2 separate regions of the Lactuca sativa genome follow, and region 2 is linked to region 1. Evidence: chromatin contacts called from public Hi-C data. All regions are on one chromosome and are shown on one strand. Each heading gives the region's core, a stretch centred on a gene start, on an enhancer-like site or on the middle of the called end of the contact. The rest is flanking DNA. Distances are from core to core; before and after follow the strand shown.

Region 1 (4,960 bases), core at 981-3,480:
AATATTTATTTTATACTAAATATTTTTTTATAACTTTATGCTCCAACACAAAGCCATACTCCACTATACATAAAATAAGGTTTGGAATAATTCATATTCATGGACCTCAAACACAAAACCACAAAACCACAAGGACTAAAAATACAACTAACCAATGTTGCATTTTTTACACTAAAGAAGTCGAATAAAAAGTTTAATATCATATCATGAGAAAACTAATAGTCATAATACCTATACATAAAACATTAACACCATTCCAACACAACTCAAAGCACCATCTAATTGCAGAAAACTCTTAAAAGAGTAAAATGTTTTTAAGCATCAAATTGCACAAAACAAATATATATATATAAAAAAAAAAAAAAAAAAAAAAAAGTTAAAAACACATCTTTTAACATAGATTCAGAACCCACTCACTCAAAGTCAAAGATGTTCAAAGTTTTGAACAAAACCCTTTTCTCATTTCACTGCAATCTCCTCCTTCTAGAACGAGACTCTCCACTATTAACATCTTCAACCCTAGAACTTGATGATTCACATCTTCTTCTTGAACTCGTTGACACAGAAACCCTAGAATCTGTTTCAGTCTGACTTTCAGATTGTATCACAGCAGCAATACTCGACATTGAATGTCTATCTTCCATTAATGGAATCTGTTCAAGATTCCTCTCATATGATTCAACAAAACCCTCAACAGAATTCAAACTACCGCCACGTGGCGGGTGTGGATGCGGGTCCACGGTGGCATGTTCCGGGGCGGCAGTTACTGGATCTAAACCCCTTCGCATCCCTCTTGAAGTGAAGATTCTATTTAACAATGAATGATTTGAAGGTTCTTGTGTGTTATCAGAAGTTAAATCGAATCGATTATCGAGCCTTCGAATCATTTCAAACATTGGGAGATTGAGTGTGTTTCTTTGAATAGCTTGTCTCCAGCTTTCTATTCTGTTTGCTTGTGGTCTATTTGGAATCTTGAGATTTGAATCGATGATTTCTTTGTTTACACGTGTTCGATTTCCACGGCTATAAATTGGAGTTATGGTTTTCATTGTTACTTCTCCTTTGCAAATTGGACATTCTTTTGAATCGGAATGAACAAATAGCCATCTATAAAGACATGGCCAACAAAAAAGGTGTCCACAACAAGTGACTACAGGCTCACTTGCTAAATCCAAACATATGTTACAATCGAAAAAGCTGCCTTCATTTCCATTGTTCTTTTCAAGATTTGTGTTTCCCATAGCCTCGTTTTCTAAGTACTTATCACCATTTTCGTTTGTTTTGATTATATCTTGAGGCTGTTCTTCGTCGTCATCATCATCTGTCAACCCTAGAGAGGTGTTTCTAGCTTCCATGGAAACAGGCATATGTCTCCAAACTGATCGCAATCTCTGCCTACCCATAGGGCGATTAGAAACCACTTCCCTCATAGACCCGAGTAGCCAATCTTCAAAGCTCATAGCATGTGGTTGATCATCTGGGGAAGGATGAACGACAGGTCCTAAATTTAGGTCAAGATTCATTGTGTTCTGTGGCGATTGATCCCCCATTAAAACCGTAGACAGAACCTCCAATTCAATTTTTCAAGGAAACAGAATCAAAACCCTAATTTCTTCTCGATTGATGTAACGTATAAGCAGCGGAAAACGTCAGAACCCCAAATCCGAATTTTGTATGGGGAACACGATCTAATACTGTAGCAGCATATACATATCTGCCAAGGATTTTAACAAAACCCTAGTTTCGCACTCCAATTGTTGTACTAAAACCCATCTTCTTACGAAATTGGATCACAACAAGCCGAAAACCATTTCTCTTTGAAGTATAAAGAGGGAAAACCCTGATTTTTATGGTTCAGATTTCTAATCGCGGTATCAAGAAGCTATCAAGAAACAGGACATGTAAGGTGCAAGCTTGTGATAAAAATTAAACCTTGAACGCAGCTAACAAAAGTAAAGTTAGGGTTCTAAACGGGTACAACAATAAATAAAACAGTAATTAAAGATCAGAACCTTAATTGAAGCAGAGATGCGAGTTTTTCATCGGCAGGAAAAAAGATTGAGACAAATATGTTATAGAATATCAGATGAACTAGCCATCGATTGAATCATCTAATACAAGAACAGCAATCTGGACTGAGAAAGACGGGAGATTGTAATGATTCTCAAAGTAAGATATGAGAGAGATACCCCCCAAAGTTTAGTCGTTTCCGTTTTATTGTTTAGTTAATTTTTTATTATAACTTTTTGGTTTTATACACCAAATCAAACATCACACATATCTTTCGTTTTTAATGGGCTCAAATCCGATCTTTAGTTTCATACAAAATTTTAAAACTTATGAAATAATTTTTGGGATATCTTCCAGAAAAAGTCCATATAATTTGGGCTTATTCTTATATATTAAAAAAAAAAAAAAAAGACAAATATCTAGTAATTGTTTTTAGAAAATAACAAAAAATTGATAATTGCTTAGAGAGGTGGGTATGGGCAATGGCGTTATTGGGTGTTATTGCATGTTATAACATGTGAACACCGCCCCCTTCTCCGTTATTAGGTGTTATGAGACTGCGCGTTACTCCTCGTTACCACCATAACACGTTATAACGTGTTTTTTGTTTGTCGTTTTCCTAATAACGTAGTGTGGGCGTTGCCGACACCTACCAGTCTTAGGATTTTAGCTGAAAATCCTAGGAAAATGTATATCATGTGCTTATTATATAGTCATAATTCTTCTGAACCAAAAATGAAAATGTGTGGTATCATACTCTATTTTTATGGTTTGTCATATTATTATTATTTTGTACAACAACAATAACAACAACATATATTTTTTATCAAAATGAAAGAATACAATAAGATGATGATCAATATACATAAAAACCAATATATATTACACTTTTTTGGTTTAATAACTATATTTTATTTCGTTCAATAAAAGTCATCCGTTTTTTAATCAAATACGGCCATTATGACCCCTTATTTATGGTTCAACATGTGTTAGAAATAACATTGTTTTTTAGTTACTTACATAATATCATATATATTTTATGAAATGAGATCATGCATTCTTAAAATGACTTCTCATTTGCTGATTTAGTAGGTTATACACATAGCATGTAGGTAAATTAAAAATCATTTTGGAAAATAAAATTTTATTTCAGGAAGTACATATGTAGATTAATTATAAATCGTTCCAATTTTACACATTCTAAATAAAAAAAGATTTCACAATGTGGAAATTTCTTTATGACTTTCATTAGTAAGATAATAATCTCCAATATTTTTATGTTTAAAAAAGTAATGATTTGTTCATTAATAAGTTTATTACATAGAGACTAATTCTGAAGATTATTGTTTAAAAATCCAAGATATGTAAATCATTGTCGGTTTTTTGTAAAAAATAATTATGAATTTGTCATTTTATTTAAAAAAATGTTGTCGTGACTTTGTCACGAATAAACTTAGAATATAAAGGGGTTTTCTAAAGACTTCTCTTAGTTATATATCAAACTTTCAACGGTTTTTGAAATTGGCAATTGTTCACATAAAAGAAAAAGAAATCGACAATCGTTTAAATATTTGGAATTTTAGACGACAATCTTGGATATTAGCTGATAATTGTTAGAATGTCCATGTATTTTAATCTCATTAGCAATAAGGTCATTGATTTTTAAATGGAAAAGGATATAGAGTATTATCTTACTACATTATATTTATCTTCCTTTTTGGGGTTAAAAGTTTTGGATTTTTAGTAAAGCTAAAAAATTTAAATTAAAAATAATAATAATATAAAATAATTAAATTAAATTAATAAAAGCTAAATAAATTAATAAATTAATTATAATATAATTTAATGAAATTTTATAAAATAAATGATGAGACTTTAAATAAAGTAAGTATTTAGACTTAATAAGTCGAAGATGTAAGTAGAAGGATGAGTTTTGCCAAATAGAAAACTTAAGACCAAGAGTTGACTAGTCATGGATCTTTTGAGTAAAAGAAATCCATTCTAGGGGAAGGGCTAATTATGTCAATTATGAGCAAAAATGGAAAGGGAAGGGCTAATTATGCCAAAATTCGAAAATTAGAAGCTAGATAGCGGAATTCTCTCCTCATTAGAATAAGAACAAGTTGGAGAGGATGGAAGAACACTCAAATGGAGATTTTGAAGGATTCATCGAGGCCCAAAGATTATTTTGTGAAAATTGAAGGAATTGTGAAGCTAAGGTTTCATCAAAGCAATCGGAGGTATATTTTGTAACATTCGGGCCTTGTGAGTTTCCTTTTAACCCTTACTAATAAAATATTTGCAATATTGGTCCTCTGGCTAGTACGCGGGGGCGTACTCTATGAGTAAGCTCAGCATACTAGTTAGACCTTGATTGTGGGCACCGCCCACGTACGTTGGGCGTATGTGGGGTTAGGCAGGACGTACGTTGGCTTGGGACAAACCCTAATTTTTAGGGTTTGTACCTTATTTAAGCATCTTAAACCCATCTCCTTACCATTTTAGACCAGCCTCCATATCTTAAAAACCCTAATCTTGTCTTTAGCCTTTGTTTCGGTGTTTTGAGCTCTAGTGAAGCATTTTGGTGTGTTTTTGTGTATCTTGAAGTGGAAGAAGAAGATTAAAGGCTCATTCTTTGGAGAAGAGTTTAGAAATCCAGATTTAGCTTCATTATTTCATTACTTTGGAGGTATAAAGTCCATATCTTGTCATCTCCTTGTATAGATCTACTTTTGGGCTTGTTTATGGCTATTTTGGTCCCTTTTGGTTGGTTCTTGTGAGCTAAGTCCGTTTCAGAAGTTTAAAATCTTGACATTTTAGGGGTCCCTTATGCATAATAATGCAAACTTTATGGTGTATATGGAATCATGCATGTGTTAAGACCATTTGTTAAGCTCTTTTAAGCTCTAGAGCCCCATTAAACCATGCATGCATGTAAAGTTGCCAACTT
Region 2 (5,285 bases), core at 1,202-3,701, 460 kb before region 1:
GGGGAGTGGCGGTGTTGGTGGTGGTGGTGGTGGTTGTGGTGGTAGCCACTCGTTCACAAGAAGGGCACATGGTGAGAGTGGTGGCTGGCATTTGCATGTAGAATGGTTGAGAAGTCTTTAACGCACGTAGTTCTTGAAGCTCCTTTTGCAATCTTCGGTTTTCTTCAGTTAGGGTTTCACAACATCTCTTTAAATACTCACAATCGACCTCCGTTTGCTTCAGTTTTGTCCTGTGATTATTTCATCAAATTTGTTTCAGTTTTTCTCTTATTAAATTATCTTTATTCAAAAATAAAATTCGTCAAAATTAATTGCTTTAATAATAAAAATAATAGATATATATATCATAATCATTACCTTGCCCTTCTGTTTTGAAACCAAACTTCGACTTGTCGTGGACGAAGATTTAACTGCTTTGCTAAAGCTTGCTTTTGTTTCTGCAAAAATAATGGATAAATAATATTAGTTGCATATTAAGAAAAATGTATTCATAGCCCAAATAATAATAACAGAATACACTTTCGCAACATATTCTCAACTACCTATAGTTTCAAAACCAGACAATTAAAATGTAAATGACATGATGACGTGCAACATTTATCATGTCATAAAGATATATTTTCACAAAAAAGTTGGTGTTAATATAATGCATCCCATAACATATAATCAATGAAATAGTACAAACATAACATACGCTTCTTGACAAAGTAGCACAGAATATTTACTACACCCAAATCATTTATTTCTTGTACTTGTGTCTTTGTGAGATATATTATGATGGGTGCATTGATGTTTGGCCGGATACATTCGGACCATCTTATAATATGATCATAACGAATGGGACCAGAAGTTTCTTCATCCACATACAAATAATATTATCTTAAATTTTGATAAAGAACAGAAAGTCTCACAGCTAACTGATACTAACTTGAGTTTATTCGATAATAATAATAATAATAAGAAGCTTTGAGTTCTTGGGTTTGAAGCTATAATGTGTGTTTAGAGGCATATGCAAAATCTTGAGCTTGAATGCCACAGTTAGTAAATTCACGAGAACCATGAGTTTAAATGGTAGATATCCCAAGATCATGTTAAAAAACTTCAAAAAAGATGACATCTTTTGCGACTTCAGACATATATACATACATAACTTAGACTGTGTATATATGTTCAAGCCCTAAACTCCAAGAACTAAGAATATCTTGTATGATTTCACTTTTTAATGTTTCTACCCAAAAAAAATTAACATGGTTTCACCGAAAAACTTTTTAATCTGAATCAAATATGATATAATTAATACCATCCAATTTCTTATATAAATTACGAACGATTTGAACACTTCAATCCCAAGATGAAATCTGCATGCCAATATCAAGAGAGAGAGAGAGAGAGAGAGAGAGAGAGAGAGAGAGAGAGACTTACAGGGTTGAGGGTACTGTGTTCTTTGAAGCTATCTTCAAGAAAAGCAGATTGTTCTTTAGTGAGTCGGAGCTTTTTTCGGGTCAACCCGTTTTCATCTTCATCACTCATACCACCTCCCCTTGAAGAAGCTCTTTGATCACTTTCGGTAGCCTCTATCAACTCCAAATTAACTGTTGCTAGATCCAAATCTCTTTTCCTCGAATGGAATGATCTTCCACAGTTACTGCTTTTGAAGATGGAAGAGAAATCCATCTGAAAAGATGACGTACCACTGTTACTGTTGTTCGGAGATGACTCTCCGCCGGCGGTTTCTTCCATGTTTTCCTGATCAGACACAACCGCCAACGGCTTAACATCAAGAACTTGCACCGCTTTATTCTGCGAACCCATTTCTGTTATCACTGTTCCACAAGCAAGATCAAATAATTAAAATCAACGAAGCAAAAACTGAAACATTAATTTGGATACAAAATCTCAATTATGAATGTTGGGTTTTACAGTTTTTTGAGAGCCACGGGAAGGACCGGTGAGAAGGCGTTGGTGGTGGTGCAGATCGGAGAACAGGAGAAAAAGGAAGGAGATCAAGTTGCAGTGGTGGTGGTGGCGGTGATGGATCCGATGAAGAAGAGGAACTTCTTTTCTCCTCGGATTTCCGATGTGCGTCATCATCATCTTTCTCTCTCATCATGTTCTTGAAGTTAAGCTCTACTTCAAGATTTTTACTACCTCCCAACCCCATGCAAAACCCTAAATCCTTCATCTTCTGCTGCTGAGATCTGCTGTGATGATCCAACAATGAAAAGGGTTTTGGAGTATCTCCCAAGCTCAAAGCTAGTTCCATACTTTCTCTCTCTAAAAATTCTCTCTCTCTCTCTAGAAAATCTGTAATGACATGGGAACTATCTACGGACAAAGGGAGACTTATATAAATGATGTTCTAGGGTACAGTATGTACGTATTGAATTAAAGAGCTTCTAGAGAGAGAAAGAGAGGGGATAGAGAGAGATTTTCTTGATATTGTTAAAAAAGAAAGAAAAAGGAGTTTAAACAAATGGAAATTGTATAAACACACGGCCCAACAACAAAGACAAAGTCATTTCTTTTAATGTTGTTTTGTTTATTTCCAATTAGAGCACTTGTTTTTGTTTGTTCTTTTGGTTTTTTAAAGTATCTTTCTTTGGATTTGATTTAGGGGGAAAAGATTGACCAAACCCAAATCTCGGTTGACAATCTCACGTGAATTTCTTTATTTATATAGCATGCCTACTTCTTGTGACTACAAGACTAAAGAGATAATATTTGCAATATTCATACACAAAAAGATTTGGTCGAGATAGTCGTAACCAAGCAAGGCTAGAATTGTCTTTTACTTACGCAAAGAACTGAACAATGGTCTTTTACTTGGCGTTTCACAAAAAGTATAGCGTAAGTCTTTATTCACATCATATCTGTTGTAGTCTAAGTTTTTAATTGCGTCAAAAAAGAAAATAATCACATGATCATATCTGTTGTAGTCTAAGTTTTTCATTCTTCCACGTTAATTATTTCAAAGTATGTTATGTTATTTTCTTATTTTTTTTTTATCAATTTATTAACATAAATAATTATTTTAGTTTTAGAACAAACAAATAAGACATTAATTATGATTAAAATTTTCCGTTATCTTAAAACAAAAAAAAAAACACATAAACCGAAAATTAAAAGAATATAAAATATTTACTATGCGTTTTTTCTATATTTTTGAGCTTTGTATATATGTTCAATCAAATTTAGGCAAATATTTTATGTGTTTTTGTATATATTTTTGAGTCTTGGTCAGGATATGTCTCCTGTGGAGTACCGAACTATCATTCGTTACCGCCTCATGATTCTTTTATTTCCAATTGACGAGATATGCCCAGTTTGCCGCAAGACGTGTTTGGATATCTTTGAGAAACATACGGTTCATTGTAGAGAGCTTCCTGGTTTCAAGTACAGACATGATGTGGTTAGAGATGTTCTCTTTGATGCTTGTCGGTGTGATGATATTTCTACGAAGAAAGAAGCGTCAGTGAACTTTTTGACGGACCCATAGGATGCAAGATCCACACTTAGACCGGCTGACATTTTGGTCTTTGGATGGGTAGGAGGGAAGCACGCGATCTGAGGATAAGTCCAGTCATGACGAAGAACTCATACATGTAACGCCTGGTTCCTGGTATGTATTTAATTCAAAATTTATTCACTTTTGTATAGAAACTCGACGAGTTGGAGGCCCCAAACTTGTCGAGTAGGAATGGACTAGGGCACGGGTTGTGAAGTCTACTTGACGAGTTGAGAGCCTCAACTCGATGAGTAGGACTGGCAGAATGAAACCCTAAATTTTAGGGTTTTACACCCTATTTAAACATCTTAACCCCAAGGTGTTGGTCTCATTTCCAACTTCCACGTCCCAAACCCTAAATCTCGAAACCCTAATGCATTGTGTAAGTTTGTGAGCCAACCTTGAAAGATTTTTGTGTGTTTAAAGCTTGTGGAAGAAGAAGAAGCTTGAGGACTCAAGAAGGAGTTTGTAGATCCAGAAACTTCACCCCATCCTCGTCACTTTTTGGTAAGCAAGTTTCAAACTTGCCAAATGATTTCTTAGATTTCTTTCTTAACACTTTTATTGGGTTTTTGGTCCAAATATTTTGATCATTGGGAAATTAACGTCCCAATTGAATACTTTATCAAATCTAGGGTCTTAAAGGGCTTTCATGGCATAAAGGTGCAAACTTCATGGCCATAGAAGCAACATGCAACCTTTAGACTACCATTTTGGCCTTTTAAGCTCCAAAGGGCCATTTATGAAGAGAAAGTTGAAGGCTTTACGTGTTCATCTAGTCTCTAAGGTCCAAATCTCTATTTGTACACCCTATTTTGAATTATTGATGGCTTTTGGATCAAGATTTAGATCTTTTAGAGTTAGGGTTTGAGCTAAATATCTTGGGGAAGGGTATTGACGGGTAAAGTTGGAAACTTTACCCTCCTAAGGACATTTCCAGCCTATATCTGAAGTATAGAGCTTAGATCTGAAGATTAGTGACTTAATCCATTGAGAGGGAGCAACAGACTGAGGAACTCGACGAGTTAATAGAGGAACTCGGCGAGTTGGGTCAAATTGTCCCAATTTTGTAAAAAGAAGAACTCGACGAGTCTGAGGAAGGACTCGATGAGTTGACTCATTTTATCACGATTCTGAGAAGCATGGAAACTCAACGAGTTAGAGGATGACTCGACGCGTTGGGTCCACTCGGAGTGTTGACTTTGACTTTGACTTGACATTGACTTCGACTTGGACCTTGACCAAGGTTGACATGTGAAATGGGTTTTGGTATGGAATGATATCTAAAGGATTATTGGATTTTGACTAAGTATTATGTTGGTAATGACAGTTCGGAGAATCATTGGGCGGTCGTTAGAGAATCAATACCGTGAGATTCGGCATTCAGCTTTGCGATGTGAGTTTCCTCATGTAGGAATGGGTCGAAGACACCAATGTTGGCCCGTTTATGTATGTTAGTATATTCCGGACTAAGGTCCGATGCCAGGCAGTGCCCGATGTAGGTTTATATGTTCCCAGACTTCGGTTCGATGTCGGGGAAAGCCCGAGGAATGTTTGTGTGCTGGATGTCTATGTGATTCTTGCATGTGCTTGTTTTATATGTTTCCAAACTTTGGTCCAAAGTCGGGGAAGGCCCAAGGAATGTTTGTATGCTTCCGGATTCCGGTCTGATGTCGGGCGGGGCCCGATGCCAGACTTCAGTATGATGTCGGGTGGGGCCCGATGTAGCGGGCAAGGCGCATGATATGTTATTATATGATTACATGATTATGTGATTATG

The links. A called contact is a pair of places that touch in the nucleus more often than the background predicts.
Region 2: a Hi-C map of leaf shows a contact between it and region 1, with 5 times the contacts expected there. The contact joins the promoter of LOC111908809 here to the promoter of LOC111908820 in region 1. A contact is called at or near these places in 3 of 4 Hi-C or Micro-C datasets (bud, leaf and seed).

What each region holds. Positions count from the first base shown.
Region 1 is chr5:333,839,137-333,844,096 of Lsat_Salinas_v11, reverse strand. LOC111908820 reads right to left here and starts at 2,230. Exons shown (of 2, transcript XM_042895467.2): 1 at 2,013-2,230; 2 at 181-1,932. The coding sequence starts at 1,550. The coding sequence ends at 465.
Region 2 is chr5:334,294,989-334,300,273 of Lsat_Salinas_v11, reverse strand. It overlaps LOC111908809 (homeobox-leucine zipper protein HAT14), which reads right to left and starts at 2,451. Exons shown (of 4, transcript XM_023904611.3): 1 at 1,921-2,451; 2 at 1,423-1,823; 3 at 358-437; 4 at 1-230. The coding sequence starts at 2,263.